Linked DNA regions of Sus scrofa: all the other regions are linked to region 1. Evidence: chromatin contacts called from public Hi-C and HiChIP or PLAC-seq data. All regions are on one chromosome and are shown on one strand. The core of a region is the stretch at or near the end of the contact, and the rest is flanking DNA. Distances in the headings are between cores, read along the strand shown. Region 1 holds the start of DHDH (dihydrodiol dehydrogenase). Region 2 holds the start of BCAT2 (branched-chain-amino-acid aminotransferase, mitochondrial). Region 3 holds the start of SNRNP70 (U1 small nuclear ribonucleoprotein 70 kDa). Region 4 holds the start of HSD17B14 (17-beta-hydroxysteroid dehydrogenase 14).

Region 1 (3,478 bases), core at 642-3,141:
AGGATGGCTTTTCCAGGCGTCGTCTCTGCTGCCTCTGCTTCTGCAGCCTTCCAGTCTGTGGTCCCTTCATTTTCTGTCCCCCACCAAGGGACCCACCCTCTTGCGTCCAGTCGAGCACTCATTGGCTCAGTCTAACTTAGGGAAGCGCCCCCTGCCCAAGAGGCTCTGCTCCACACCTGCCTTTCTCCGTGGTTTGGCCTCACCGCCCAGGTTGTTGCCACCATAGCATCCCGTGTCCTCACAGCTGCTGGAGTCCTGCTGGCTGCTCAGTTCTCTTGGTTGACAGGGCTTGGGTGGTCCCTCATGATGTTTCTCAACCTTTTGTGGGACCAGCAACGCCTCAAAGACAGCATCTTCCCCCAGGCTGGGTGTGAGGACCAGAAGAGCCCTTAGCAGCGCTGCCCAGCTCTGATCCCAGGAGCGCCAGCTCTCCCTGACCCTGCCTTCCAGCCACCTCTGCCTCCTCCCTGACGACTTGACCCCTAGCCCTTTCCCCCACAGCCCCAGAGGGGGCCCGGAGCTGACCTCGCCCCAGGATGGCTTCCAGCCCCTCAGCCTCATGTGGGAGGCCCTGCCTACCTTTCTGGCCTTATCTCATGTGACTCCCTGTCCTGCTCTGTACTCTGGTTCCATCCAAATACACTTTCTGGAACAAATCAATGCCTCCGTTTCTTTGTAAATACTGTTCCTTCCAAAACTCCATCTGTGCTTCATCTTCATTCTCCATTTTTGGGGGGGTTGTGCCGCGGCCAGGGATCGAACTTGGCACACACAGCAGTAACCCAAGTCACAGCAGTGAAAACACCAGATCCTTAACTGCTAGGCCACCCAGGAACTCTGTCCTCATTCTTTAAGATAGATTCAGGAGTTGCCGTTGTGGTGCAGCAGGTTAACGTTCTTGTCACCGAAGCAGCTCCTGTTGCTGCCATGACATGGGTTCCATCTCTTGTCTGGAACTTCCACATGCCATGGGCATGACAGCAAAGAAAAAAAAAGGAACTTCATGGTTCCCAGTCGGATCGGTTAACCACTGAGCCACAACGGGAACTCAGAAAAGTAACATTTTTTTAAAAAGGAGTTGCTGTCATAGCTCAATGGAAACAAATCCGACTAGGAACCATGAGGATGCAGGTTCGATCCTTGGCCTGGCTCAGTGGGTTAAGGATCCAGCGTTGCCGTGAGCTGTGCTGTAGGTCGCAGACGCAGCTCAGATCTGGCGTTGCTTTGCCTGTGGTGTAGGCCCGCGGCTGCAGCTCCGATTCGACTCCTAGCCTTGGAATCTCCTTATGCCGCGGGTGCGGCCCTTAAAAGCAAAGGTAAAAAATAAAGTAAGAAATTGGGGATGAGGAAAGTAAAGCTCGGAGCTGGGAGCCTCGGTTGCCTGGGTTACCACAGGAGTCGTATAAATATTAAGTAATAAATATCAGTAAAAATGTTATCTTTGCTATTACTATCCCCTCTCCTTCTCCCCCTCCTCTCCCTCTTCCTCTCTAGCCCGGCAGTTCCCCGTTCCCGGGCGAAGGAGTTTGCGCGGAAACACGATGTTCTGAGCAAACGAGTCGGCGGAGCGATGAAAGGCGACAGGGCTCTTGGATCGAAGTTGGCAAGAACAGAAAGCCCCCTCCCTTTCTGTCACAGAGCGAAGAACGAAGTGTTTCTAGCCCACCCCCCATTGGGCGGAGCCAACAGTAGCTCTTCCAATGGGGACGCGAGAATTATATAACCTCCTGCCTGGCTCTGGGAATGAAGGCGGGCACCGGCCCAGTGGCCAATGAGGAGTAACGTAAGGGCGATGGGGCGGAGAAAAGGGCCACCCCTCAGAGCAAGGGGCCTCCGGTCTTTGACTTGCTCCGGGAGAAAGTGGGGACCTTTGAGACTCGGGGTTGGGGCGATGGCGCTTCGCTGGGGCATCGTGTCAGCCGGCCTTATCTCCAGCGACTTCACGACGGTGCTGCGGCTGCTGCCTCGCTCTGAGCACCAGGTCCGCCCTCCCTCCGGAGGCCCGTAGAAGAGCAGGGGAGGGGTGGGCGCAGAGGGGGACTCCCGGGTCTGAGGGAGGAGGGAGCTGGGGTTCTGTACTTCTGAATCTCCAAGGCGGTGAAACAACCTAAAATTCCCTGGGAGTTCCCGTCGTGGCGCAGTGGTTAATGAATCCGACAAGGAACCATGAGGTTGAGGGTTCGGTCCCTGCCCTTGCTCAGTGGGTTAAGGATCCGGCGTTGCCGTGAGCTGTGGTGTAGGTTGCAGACGCGGCTCGGATCCCGCGTTGCTGTGGCTCTGGCGTAGGCCAGTGGCTACAGCTCCGATTCGACCCCTAGCCTGGGAACCTCCATATGCCGCGGGAGCGGCCCAAAGAAATAACAAAAAGACCAAAAAAAAAAAAAAAATTCCTTGCACCCCCGTCTCGGAGGGCTGTAATTTCTCCCCGTATCGAGGCCGTCTCCATCACCTCTTTCCTCCCCGCCCCCATACATCTGTCTTTCACACCCATCCCAGCCCCTCAAGTCTGACCGTGGCGCCCCTCCAGGTGGTGGCGGTAGCGGCCCGGGATCTGAGCCGGGCAAAGGAGTTTGCGCGGAAACACGACATCCCCAAGGCCTATGGCTCCTATGAGGAACTGGCCAAGGACCCGAACGTGGGTAAGTTGCCAGGGCTCCCGGGCACCACTGGCACGCTGCCTCTAGGCTGCTGCGTGGGAGATGCAAAACTGGCGGGTTGAGCCCTTCTCTCAGAGATTCTGGAAGAACTTTGAACTGGGCGCCGGAGTGATAGGAATCAGTTTTGTCTGATATTAAGCGTCTAACGTGAAATTGCCGTTAGGAGGATCTACCTCCGCGGTAAAGGCAAAGCTTGAATTTCTCGGGAAGTCCTTCAGGGTTTAAATATGACCTTAGACTCTGGTTCTGCGTTATCAGAGTAGCCTGGATGGGGCGGAGCAGTCTCTAGAGTCAGGGGACTTGAGTTGGCATTTTTCTCCTCTCCTCGCTCTTCTCAATTGCCTCACTTGAAAGACGGGCAAAATAATCGTCTCTACTTCTTGGTGGTGGTGTGAGAATTAAATGATTTAATACGTTAATTCTAGAAGGCTGGAAATAATCTGAGGAAAACAGAATGACGGTAGAGGATGATTAGTTAGTTTCTACGAATTAGGGAGGCTAGTGTTTGGTCACCGCTGTAGGACGTCCGCCAAGCTTGGAGGGAAACCGATTCCTGGGATGCTGGGGGCGGGGCTTTTAGTGGTGGGCGATCCCTGAAGGCTCGGTGGGCGGGGCTGCCGATCTCCTGACCTCTTTTCTCCCGCCCTAGAGGTGGCCTATATTGGCACCCAGCACCCCCAGCACAAGGCCACGGTGTTGCTTTGCCTGGCAGCTGGCAAGGCCGTGCTGTGCGAGAAGCCCATGGGCGTGAACGCCGCGGAAGTGCGTGAAATGGTTGCCGAGGCCCGATCCCGAGGCCTCTTCCTAATGGAGGTGAGGGT
Region 2 (3,478 bases), core at 270-2,769, 87 kb before region 1:
AATCTCCATATGCCACAGAAGCGGCCCCAGAAAAGGCAAAAAGACAAAAAAAGAAAAGAAAAGAGAAATGGCTGGGGGAGGGGGTGGATATGCACAGGGCAGGACTCCAACATGCTGGAGCCTTCTTGTTAAAGCTCAGGACTGTCCTAACGTGGCCCAGGAAGGTCACCATTAAAGCCAAGGATTGTCTCTATCATAGCTTAGCTGTCCTTCACACTTCGGGACTGACCCCATTTTACAGCCCGGGAAAGGTCTCTATCATGAGCAGGGCTGTCCTTGTCCCAGCAAGGGACCATCTGGACCATAACCCGCACATGACCCAGTCAAAGCCCAGGACTGATCCCCATGACATGCAGAACTGACCCACCATAGCCGAGGTCTCACAAGAAACCAGGACTGTCCTATGACAGCCCAAGATTCTCCGCATCATCACCCAGACTGTCCCCATCGCTGCCCGGAACTGTCCCACCACAGCCCAGCAGTGTCACCATCAAAGCCTAGCCCGCCTCGGTGGCAGTCCGAGCCTGTCTCAGTCACTCTGAGAAAGTAAAAGTCTGCCCTGCTCTCCATCAGGCTGGGATAAGAGTCCCAGATAAAGTCAACTACAAAGTTAACAGAAACCACTTTTCCCACCGTCAGGCTGCAGCTGTCAAGGGTTGTAAAGACACCCCCCCCACACACACACACCAAGTTATTAGTATTGTATCCTTGTTTTCTAAAACCACGGACCGAAGCTCTGCTTGTTGCCATCCTGTCCGTAAGAACGGAGGGTCCCCTTCTCGCCTGGACGATCTCAGTCACTGACAGGGAGATGCTGCCTCGGTCCCCCACCACCACCCCCGGGTGGAGAGTTCCAGATGAGAGGTTTCAGGGACACATGAGACATCTATCTTTAGTTCCAAGAAAACAGGGCGCTGGATCCAATTCCCATGAGTGACCTGAGACTGAACCCTATGCCTTCCTCCTACCTCTACCCCTAGGGGTCCGAGGTCCTGGGCGTCTTAGCCCGGCTCCCCCACCGGCTGCCTATTCCCTCCTAACCCATCCCGCCACCCCAGCCCCACGGCTCTCTCCTTATAGGCTCCTCCTCCACGTTCCCCTCCGTGTGGCTCCCATCTGGGTCCCCTTCCCAACGTTGACCTCTCTCCCCCTCCCCGCCTGGAAGGCCTTGTGCTGCTTTCTCCGGGGCCTCCTCCTCCTCGGCGCCCCGCGGCGGAACCCGAGTGCGGGAGGAGCGGGTGCCACGCCGGAGAGGCCACGGGCGAGGGGTCCACCCGAAGTGCGCCTCCCCGCAGGGTCTCCCACCCGGCCGCGAACCCACCTGCCTCAAGGCGGCTGCAGCCATGGTCCGAGCGGCGGGGATCTGTGCCCGGCCCGGGTGCGGCGGGCGAGAAAGACGTTCCGGCTCCGCCCCGCTCACGCCCCCTCGCGTGGGATGACGGCCAGCCCAGCGCCCTAGGCTGCCCAGGCCTTCCCAGTTATAGGGCGCTGGAGGGGGAACTGGGCCCTGCTGCAGAGCGCATGCGCCGGAACCCGCGGGGGGCCGGGGGGGAACCCTCCTCCCCGCCCCCGCGCAAGAGCCAGCGTGCAACGGCTTCCAAACTGCGTTTTAATAGATCCAGAACTGTTCCGGGGCGCTAACAAAGGCCAGCAGCCCGAGATAAGAGAGGGGAAACGCAGGAAGCAGTGATCTTCACGCACCACGATTCTTGGGGAAAAGCAAACCCCGCTCTAAATATCGGTGGGAGCAGAGAGTACGGAAAAACGCGCGGGAAAAGGGAGGGGACTCCGAAGAGGGCGGCAGGTGTGGATGGAGCAGGAGCTTCCCTCTGGATACTCTATTTGAATACAGGTTTTTCTTTGCAACGAGAAGATAACGTGTGCATTCTTTGTAACTTTTAAAGAGAAACACCCACACTGTTCACCTTGCCTCCTACCACCTCTTTTCATCAGTGGTAAAATTTCAATCCCCCACTTCATCAGAGGGCTTCCGTGAGCAGCCCTTAGAATAGGATTTCCTGGTTTATGCCCCTTCGGGAGTGTCTCCCCAGCTTCAGGACCCCCAGAGGCAGAGTTAGACGATTACAGCCCCGCAGGGTCCCTCTAATCGCCAGCTGGTCAAACCCGCATCGGTGTCCCCTACGCCACGCCACGCGGTCACTGTGTCCCCCCGAACCTTCCAGGAGTTCCCCCAACTCCTGCATCGGGGTTACTTTGACACCAAAATATTGTTCCTCTTGTGTATTCAAACTCAGTCCCTGGTTCACTGCGTCTCCGTAATTCTACCCTGCGACACTATGCCCCCAAATTCTGTCCCGCAGCCTTAACAGTCACAGGCCCAGGTGGTCAAACCTGAACGCTCTCCAGCAAAGTGTCTCCGCCTTCCCTCCCTCCTCCCCAGCCCTCTTCCCCCCTCAACCTTGGCTGGAGCCTTAGCGGTGCCGCGCCCAGGCCAGTTGGTGATTGCTGCACACACACCCCCGCCGCGGCCAATCCGCAGCAGTGATGCAGCTCCACCTCCCAGCCTGGGGGCCCCCACCTCGAGGAAACTTGGTACCTCCCAGCCGGGGAGTCATGCCACTTAATTTCCTCCTACCTCCCCTTTAGTTTCCCAGTCCTCTAAATTCAGGCATCCAGACACCAGCTCTTCCTTCCTCGGACCCCGGATTTTCAACCCCCGGTTTTTTCTTCCTTCTCGACTTTTGGGGCTGGCCACCCTCCTACTCTGCTGGCAGAGAGGTCTAAACTCCTTTCCCCTAAGGGCCAAGAATAAACAGGGAGGCCTTTTTGCTTTACCTCCTTCATTATTTCCAAATTAGAGTTTGATTTACTCTCCCCTGCGGGCTTGTTTAATTACTGCTCGGTAGCAGCCGGCTGGCAATACTTTTCCCAGGAGCCCCCGGGTTGCTCCTGCCGCAAGGCCTTCTGGAAATCGTAATCCCTGGGGTCCAGGCCTCCAGTGGAAATGGGGGAGGGCAAGGATTAGGGTTTTTTGGTGGTTTTTTTTTTTGCCTTTTTCTAGAGCCACACCTGCAGCATATGGAGGTTCCTAGGCTAGGGGTTTAATCGGAGCTACAGCTGCCAGCCAAGGCCAGAGCCACAGCAATGCGGAATCTAAGCCATGTCTACGACCTACACCACAGCTCACGGCAACGCTGGATCCTTAACCCGCTAAGCAAGGCCAGGGATCGAACCCACAACCTCATGGTTCCTAGTCGATTCTTTAACCATTGAGCCATGATGGGAACTCCGAGGATTAGGGTTTTAAGGGGCCAAAATAAATGTAACGATGCCCTCCTCTTGGCTGCAAAGTGCTTTTATGGAAAGATGTGGGGTGGTCTGGACATTGGTAAGTGGGCTTAAAGTCTGGCGGGGGGCGGGGGGGCGCAGCAGCTGAGAGGTGGGAAGGGGAATTTGGGAGACTGAGTTTGCGATGGGAGAGCCCTGGTCCGGGAGGCCCAGGTGGAAATGTGGGAGA
Region 3 (3,478 bases), core at 319-2,818, 78 kb after region 1:
GTCTATGAAAACCTTTAGACTCAATTTCCAGTTTATGGGCAAAATGGGGATAGTGGAATGAACTAAATTCCACGAGGAAATAATCAGACAAAGTCAGAATGCAGGACATAGGACTGCACACCAAACTCGGGGGAAAACAACAACATAACGCAGTGTGTGTGTGTGTGTGTGTGTGTGTGTGTGTGTGTGTGTGTGTGTCTATTCTATGTTAAAGAGGCGAGAGAGACATGATAACCAAATAAACGCGTGAACATTGACTGGCTCCTGTTTCAGATTAAGATAGAGTTCTCATGAGTCAACTGGGAAAATCTGAATAGGGGCTGGATAAACTTTCTAAGAGGTGAAAATAGCTGTGTTGTTGGGCAGAGGATGCCATTATTCTTAGGAGACATGCTGAAGCATTTAGAGGTGCAGTGTCTCAGCCATTTACTATCCAATGGTACTAAAAAAAAATACATTATTATTAGCTTTATTTTTCTTCAAACTTTTTATTTTGAAGTAATTTTAGAATTATGGAAAAGTTCCAAAAAATAGTGCAGAGTTCCCACATACATATACACAGAAAGCAAACGTGTCTATGTATACGTTATCTGTTTTTTAAGCCATGCCCATGGCATGTCGATGTGCCCTGGCCAGAGGTGGCACCTGCTCCACATCAGCAACCCAAGCCAATGCAGTAACAATGCTCATTCTTAACTTGCTGCGCCACGAGAGAACGCTTCAGGATATTTTTTTTAAGTAGCATGATATTAGCCATTTAAATTTTGTAGTAATTTCTGTAATTATTATCAAACAGGCAATTGAATCTATTCCCCAAACTTCAAATATTTTAACTTCTTACAGGTCTACAGGGCCCTAAATAATCCGCCAGCTCTCTGCTCTCTCAGCCAACATGAGATTCCCACTTTCCGCCCCAATTCAGGACCTTTGCACTTGCTGTTAAACCCGCCCAGATCTCCCTTCCATCAGTCTCCTTCTCCAGAAGGACCTAGTTCTAAAATAACCCCTCTATCCCCGCCCATTCCCGTACTCGGCCCTATTTTTCTTTACTGTGTTGGCCACCGTCCGAAATTTATCTTTTTAAGTGCCTTTATTGTCTCCCTCAGTACAATGTAAGCTCCAAAAAGGAAAAGACTTCGCTTCAGTCGCATGGTATATCGCCAGAGCCCAAACAACGCCACGCACACATTGGGCGCTCAATGAACAGTTACTGATTTCCTAGGTTAAGGAATCACACTGTTCACGTAGGAACTCTTTGCCAGGCGGCGGAAGGATATTTCAGTGTGAAAGACGTTACAGGCATGCGCGCAAGATCCGGGAAGTGTGTAAGAAAAGGCGTGGAGCATCAAGAGTCTCGCGGACAGAGGCAGTTGGAGCCCTGAGCGCGAGGTGAAAGGGGACCGCTTGGGGCGGAGCGCGCGTGCGCACTGTGACCTTCATCCCGCCGCGGCAAAGGAGTTTAAGGTGCCGGAAGGCGGGGTAGTGGCCTCGCGCGTGCGCAGTGCTCGCAGCGGCGCCAAGGTTCCTGTGTGTGGGTTGCACTTGACTCGCGCGGCGCGTGCGCAATAGGGTCGGCGGAGGGATTTGAGGCTGGTTCCACCCCTTGCCCCTGTCGCGAGCCGAGGCCGCGCGGGCTCGTGAGCTGTGGCCTGGTGCGCGCGCTGGGCGGGCGACAGAGACTGAGAGACGCGGTCGCCGTCTGAGTCGAAGCTAGAGCTAGAGTACCTGCTGCTGTGGGGCCGCCGCGAGCCCCTGGACCGTCGCCAGGCCGAGGAGGGCGCCGCGCGGCGGGTGAGTATGACTGAGTGGCCTTACCGGGTGCGGGGCCGCTACCCACAAGCCCCTGCGGTGGATCCCAGTCCCTTCCCCGGGGCCGGGCAGTCTTCCCGCGCCACCGCCACCACAGAACCTTTTTGCACGCCTTACCCAGAGTTCTCCGGTCACTTAGGCTTTTTCCATAGTCCCCCTCCCCCGCCCTCAGCGGTCACTTACCCACAGGCCTTTGCGCTGTGTTGCCTTTTTTCGTCCTCGCTTCCCTTCCGTCCTGGACCCTTACCCACAATCCACTTCGCCTGCGGGGCCTAGATCTATTACCCACAACCCCCTGGCTTGAGAGGTTTGCTGTTTATGACTGACCCCTTCTCCTGATCAGAGACCTCTTGCGGTCCTCCCCCTATAACCTTTTATCCAAGGTGCGGGACCACCAGCCGCCACGGCCCTAGACCTCCTTCCTCGGGATCCTTGATGCCCCACAAGCCCCCAGGGACCTTCAGCCCCGCAGTTCCTTGCTCAGGACTTCACTGCTCGGAAACCTGTTTTCAGTCTTTGTTTCTCTTCTCTTGCCCTCCCCCTCCCCTCCCGTTCACACAGCCCTCCCTCTAGAATCTGCTTGCCCCTGTGATTAAGGATCGATCGCGCTCTGTGTCCTTACAGGAGACTTTGAGATTTTTGTCCGTGTTTCTCTCTTTTCTTGGGAGGCAAGGGATTGATAGGGGCTTCATCTCCCCAGCCCACCCTAACATAAGATGGTCCTGCTTCTGCTCTCAGACTTGGCACGATGACCCAGTTCCTGCCGCCCAACCTTCTGGCCCTCTTTGCTCCCCGTGACCCCATCCCATACCTGCCACCCCTGGAGAAACTGCCACATGAAAAACACCACAATCAACCTTACTGTGGCATTGCGCCCTACATCCGAGAGTTTGAGGTGAGTTCACTGAAGAGGCTTGGAGTGGGCTGGATCGGGGAGTCTGGTCTCTGGCGATTTTCTAGCTGTGTGATTGAGGAAGGTGGCTTTTATCCTGTTTCCCTGTCTTAGATTGGTAACACAGCCCTTGTAGGGCTTTTGTGAAAATTCAGTAACTACCAGTTGAGGATTCAGACTCTCGAGTTAGGTAGTCCTTGGTGCGCCATTTATCGGTTGCGTGATGATCTTGGGCAAGAGGTGTATCCTCTAACTGCTGTGATTTTTTTCCCCCCCATGTTTAGCAAGGGAATATTAGTGTCTTTGATGTAATTTGATGGAGAATTGACTGTTTGTTTTTTTTTTTTTTTTAACGTTATGGGGCTTGACGCCAAGCAGTCAGTAAACATCAATTATTTCTTAACGTATAATGACCATTTTGGTCATTAATATGGTGAAATTTGTAAAGGGTTAGCACTTGGTGATTGGTGCATTGAAGACCACAGGCTTGAGAATTGCAGCTTTGTACCTGCAGGGTGAACAGAGATAAATGGCTTTGGCCCATGGGCCTCGGTTTTTTCATTTTCGAAATTGGGTTAACAACATCCACCTGTTGAGGTGCATCGGCGGACACCCGAGAAGTGCTGGCACACAGGAGTCAGAAGAAGAAAGTTCTGGCATCAGGTGGGAACGGGGAGGTGAAGGAAGTTGTGGAGCAGAAGTTTAGTACAGAGGTGACAGGAGGTTGGCTCTATAGTAGTATTTGCCAGCCTCGGTGAACCGGTATTTGGAAAATAT
Region 4 (3,478 bases), core at 694-3,193, 67 kb before region 1:
GGAGACTGGACGCCAGGGTGCCAGAGACCAGAGGGCTGGTGACACACACCCTGAGCTCACTACTCCAGAGACCCAGGAGGGTGGGGGATGGGGGAGCAGATGAAGGGAAGGGGAGAAACCCTGGGAGAAGGAGAACTCTTACTGGATCCAGATCATGTGACAGGAGGGACCAGGGGCCTTGAAGGCCTGGGAGATAGAGGAGAATCTTCTCGGCAGACACAGGACGTGGCCAGCCGAGTTAGGAAAGCTTTGCGATGAAACTGAGCTGAGACTCTGGGGGCAGGTGTCATTTAGCCAGGAGATGGGGAAGGGTAGAGGGAATAGCATGTGCAAAGCCCGGGGTGAAGGGAGAGAGAGAACGATTGGAGATTGAGGGGGACGGGGAGGGACAGAAACTACGCGCTCACCTTCACATCATCCTCTTGAGTCACGTCACAGAGGACAAAGACAGACCCAGGCAGCTCCTGCTCCAGGGTCCGACCAGTGGACTCTGCAGGAAGAGAAGGGCTGGGGGCTGGAGCCTGGGTCTCAGAGAGGAGGGGCTGGGGGCCCAGGATCCTGGGTCTGAGGGAGGAGGGCTGGGGCTGGATCCTGGGTCTGAGGGAGGAGGGTGCTGGGGCCTGTATTCTTCTTGAATCTAAGGGAGGAGGCAGTGGGCTGAGGACTGGGGGACCCTCACTCACCGTCTTTGTCACAGATCACCACCTGGGCGCCACTTTCCACTGCGAATAGACAGGGAATAGGTTAGCCCTGCAGAGACCTTGGTGAAGATCTCTGCTGCCCTCTGTGGCCACCCGGAACAGGGCCGTTCCCCCCCCACCACCGCCCCAGCTCTGTTCCCCTCGTGACCCCAAAGTCTCATGATGATCCCGTAGGGCAAAAGGCAGAAGCCTAGCCTTCTCCTTGGCTATTCCAGGTGACTTCTGGGGCTCCTGAGTCTCCATCCCTGGGTTCTAGAGTAAACCCTAAACCTCCAAAAGACATATTCCTTCAACCACCACCCCCGGCCCCCCATTCTGTAGCAATAGCTGAGACCCAGAGAAAGGGAGTCAATGGCATTTGAAAATCCGCCGCAATCTCAGGCCCCAGGCCACCTCTGCCTTCCCTTCGTTAACTTTGCAAATTGGATTTTACGAGACAAGAATCTAGATTCCAGTACAGAAGATACTTCGTCCCACACCCATTAGCCCCCGGGTCCCTCCGCTCCCAGACTCCACTGTTCAGAGCCGACCAGACCCCACTCACCGAAGGCTCGGACGATCCCAGCTCCGATGCCGCGCCCGCCCCCCGTCACGATTACCACCTTCCCGGCATAGCGCGTTCCCGTTGCCATCCCGCGTCAGAAGGTCTCCTTCGGCCACTCACTCACACTCACTCGAGGCTTCTATCCCCCTCTGAAGTCCGGTGAGGTCTTGGGGTCGAACCATAAATAGGGGCTGGATCCTGAAGCCCGGCCCCGGGGGCGTTGCCAGGAAAGCCAGAAGCCTGGAACTTGGCCCCAGCCCCCTCCTCCCTCAGACCCAGGAGGCCGGTCCCCCAACCCTCAAACTCGGGATTCCTGGAGTCCGGCCCCCTCTGCCGGACCTTGGACTCCAAAGTCCAGGTCCCGGGTCCTCTCTTCCTTCAGACCCAGGAATCCAGGTCGCCGGCCCCCTCCTCCCTCAGACTCAGTAATCCAGACCTCGAGCTCCCCCCGTTCCTCTGACACACAAAGCTGAGTCCGCTGTCCCCTCCTCCCGCGGGACCCAGGAGTTCACCACTCCAGCTCTACCTCTTCGAGACACCGGTGTCACAACTCCAAACAGACAGAAAGTTATCGACTAAGAGTTCAATGTTTTAATCCAAATTTGGACAAGTATTGGGAAAATCAAACTTTGGCCAAAGTAGCCACTCCTCGGCCACCGGGAGGGGACCAGATCACGCCCTCAGGTGAGGGAAGAGGCTCCATCTGTCCCGGAAGTACCTCCGGGACACGCCCTCCAGCTCTGATTGGCTGCCCTGCTTGGGCGGGTCAGAAGCTGGACTGTAGCAGCGTGACTCTCAGAGGCCACGCCTCCTCGTCTGGGGTTAGCGCGGGAGGGGCGGTCCCGGAATCCCAGGTCGGCTCCCAAGAGGCCGGGCCTGCGTCGCGCCCAGTCCCTCGGTGGGAGAACCCCGTGGAGTGGGAACTGGCCACTGGAGGAGATCTTGGGGGCGAGGACACGCAGGGCGTGGGATCTGACGGAGGTGGCGACGCAGGGGGAAGAGGGTCTCCTCGAGAGTCCAAACTGCCACCTGGAGAGGACGGACGGAGAACGAGAATGGCAAACTTTGGGACCCAGAAGTCCCGACACCCAGGACTTTCCTCTCAAACCTAGGAGTCCAGGCTCCCCGTCCTCTCCTCCCCAGACACGGCAGTCCTGGGATCCAGTCCCCTCCTACTGGGGTCTGGAACCCCCAAGCCCTGTCCAGCTCTTTCTTTACCAAGGCAGAGGGTTTCTGGCGGTCGTCGGACCCCCCTCCCCACCAGGACCTAGGATTCCGGGCCTCCAGACTCCCTCTTCCCTAACACCCAGGAGCCCAAGGTCCCCAGCCCATTCTCACCTGTCATCATTCGGTGCCACTGTGACGCCTCAGCAGCCAAGGCTTGAGAGAGGCTGAGAACTCGCTCCCGGTGACCCTCAGATGTTGGTAAATAAGGGGTCGTGTTCCTCGGACTAGAAAAAAGAAGATGCAGGGGTGGCCTTGAATAATTTGCCTGTAAGGTGAGGACCACGGTGCAGAGCGTGTCCTTCTGGGAGTTGTAGTCCCTAGCATATGGCTCTAAAGGATTTTGAACAGGGCGAGACCCTCTTTTTAAGTCTGCGTGCATTATGGGATCTGTAGTCCAATTGCCCGAAAACTTCCCGACAGAGGAGCAGAGTTTGACAGCAACGGTGGAACCGCTGTGAACTAGGGCTTTCTCATTCCCCAGGAATTCAAGCGTCTCTGAAATGTTCTGCCATCCATACCCTGGTACTCAAGAGTACTCAGGAGACATTAATACTTAATGCTACTCCTCACCCTTTTGTTGACTTTCTTGCTTCTAGTTTGGATCTCCAATTCCTTACCTGCTCCAGGACCCAGAGCTTCTGAGCCATTTCTGGCTCCTGAGTGTCCCAGGGCAGGCTGCAAAGGAATTGGAGCATTAGAATTCCTCCCCCAGGAAGCCCTCACGTCCTCATTTTGAGGATGAAGTGAAGGAGCTTAGCGAAGAGAGAAAATTGCCCCCCCCCAAACATGGCAAATGTCTTTTTTTTTTTTTTTTTGTCTTTTTTGTCTTTTGTCTTTTTGTTGTTGTTGTTGTTGTTGTTGCTATTTCTTGGGCCGCTCCCGCGGCATATGGAGGTTCCCAGGCTAGGGGTTGAATCAGAGCTGTAGCCACCGGCCTACGCCAGAGCCACAGCCACGCGGGATCCGAGCCGCGTCTGCAACCTACACCACAGCTCACGGCAACGCC

The links. A called contact is a pair of places that touch in the nucleus more often than the background predicts. HiChIP or PLAC-seq counts read pairs in DNA pulled down with a chosen protein or histone mark.
Region 2: a contact with region 1 is called in a Hi-C map of liver, with 1.8 times the contacts expected there. The contact joins the promoter of BCAT2 here to the promoter of DHDH in region 1. A contact is called at or near these places in 3 of 47 Hi-C or Micro-C datasets (embryonic fibroblasts, fetal heart ventricle and liver) and 1 of 2 datasets of contacts at active chromatin or transcription factors (alveolar macrophages).
Region 3: a contact with region 1 is called in an H3K27ac HiChIP or PLAC-seq map of alveolar macrophages. The contact joins the promoter of SNRNP70 here to the promoter of DHDH in region 1. A contact is called at or near these places in 1 of 5 promoter capture datasets (liver), 10 of 47 Hi-C or Micro-C datasets (blood, embryonic fibroblasts, epiblast stem cells and 4 more) and 2 of 2 datasets of contacts at active chromatin or transcription factors (alveolar macrophages and skeletal muscle).
Region 4: a contact with region 1 is called in a Hi-C map of omental adipose tissue, with 1.4 times the contacts expected there. The contact joins the promoter of HSD17B14 here to the promoter of DHDH in region 1. A contact is called at or near these places in 1 of 5 promoter capture datasets (liver), 8 of 47 Hi-C or Micro-C datasets (embryonic fibroblasts, epiblast stem cells, liver and 3 more) and 1 of 2 datasets of contacts at active chromatin or transcription factors (alveolar macrophages).

Annotation. Positions count from the first base shown.
Region 1 is chr6:54,208,802-54,212,279 of Sscrofa11.1, forward strand. It overlaps DHDH (dihydrodiol dehydrogenase), which reads left to right and starts at 1,892. Exons shown (of 7, transcript NM_214166.1): 1 at 1,892-1,981; 2 at 2,528-2,639; 3 at 3,307-3,470. The coding sequence starts at 1,892. It overlaps NUCB1 (nucleobindin 1), which reads left to right. Exons shown (of 13, transcript NM_001244488.1): 13 at 1-656.
Region 2 is chr6:54,121,929-54,125,406 of Sscrofa11.1, forward strand. It overlaps BCAT2 (branched-chain-amino-acid aminotransferase, mitochondrial), which reads right to left and starts at 1,520. Exons shown (of 10, transcript XM_021094703.1): 1 at 1,322-1,520. The coding sequence starts at 1,345. The region is part of intron 2 of LOC106510565 (a long non-coding RNA gene); the gene reads left to right. HSD17B14 (17-beta-hydroxysteroid dehydrogenase 14) reads right to left here. Exons shown (of 10, transcript XM_021094705.1): 10 at 3,301-3,478.
Region 3 is chr6:54,286,786-54,290,263 of Sscrofa11.1, forward strand. SNRNP70 (U1 small nuclear ribonucleoprotein 70 kDa) reads left to right here and starts at 1,569. Exons shown (of 10, transcript XM_021094709.1): 1 at 1,569-1,791; 2 at 2,548-2,704. The coding sequence starts at 2,558. It also overlaps a transcript of NTF4 not described here.
Region 4 is chr6:54,142,200-54,145,677 of Sscrofa11.1, forward strand. HSD17B14 (17-beta-hydroxysteroid dehydrogenase 14) reads right to left here and starts at 1,944. Exons shown (of 10, transcript XM_021094705.1): 1 at 1,772-1,944; 2 at 1,246-1,411; 3 at 684-722; 4 at 408-490. The coding sequence starts at 1,333. PLEKHA4 (pleckstrin homology domain-containing family A member 4) reads right to left here. Exons shown (of 21, transcript XM_013998606.2): 18 at 3,129-3,147; 19 at 3,090-3,126; 20 at 2,584-2,696; 21 at 1,817-2,274. The coding sequence ends at 2,012.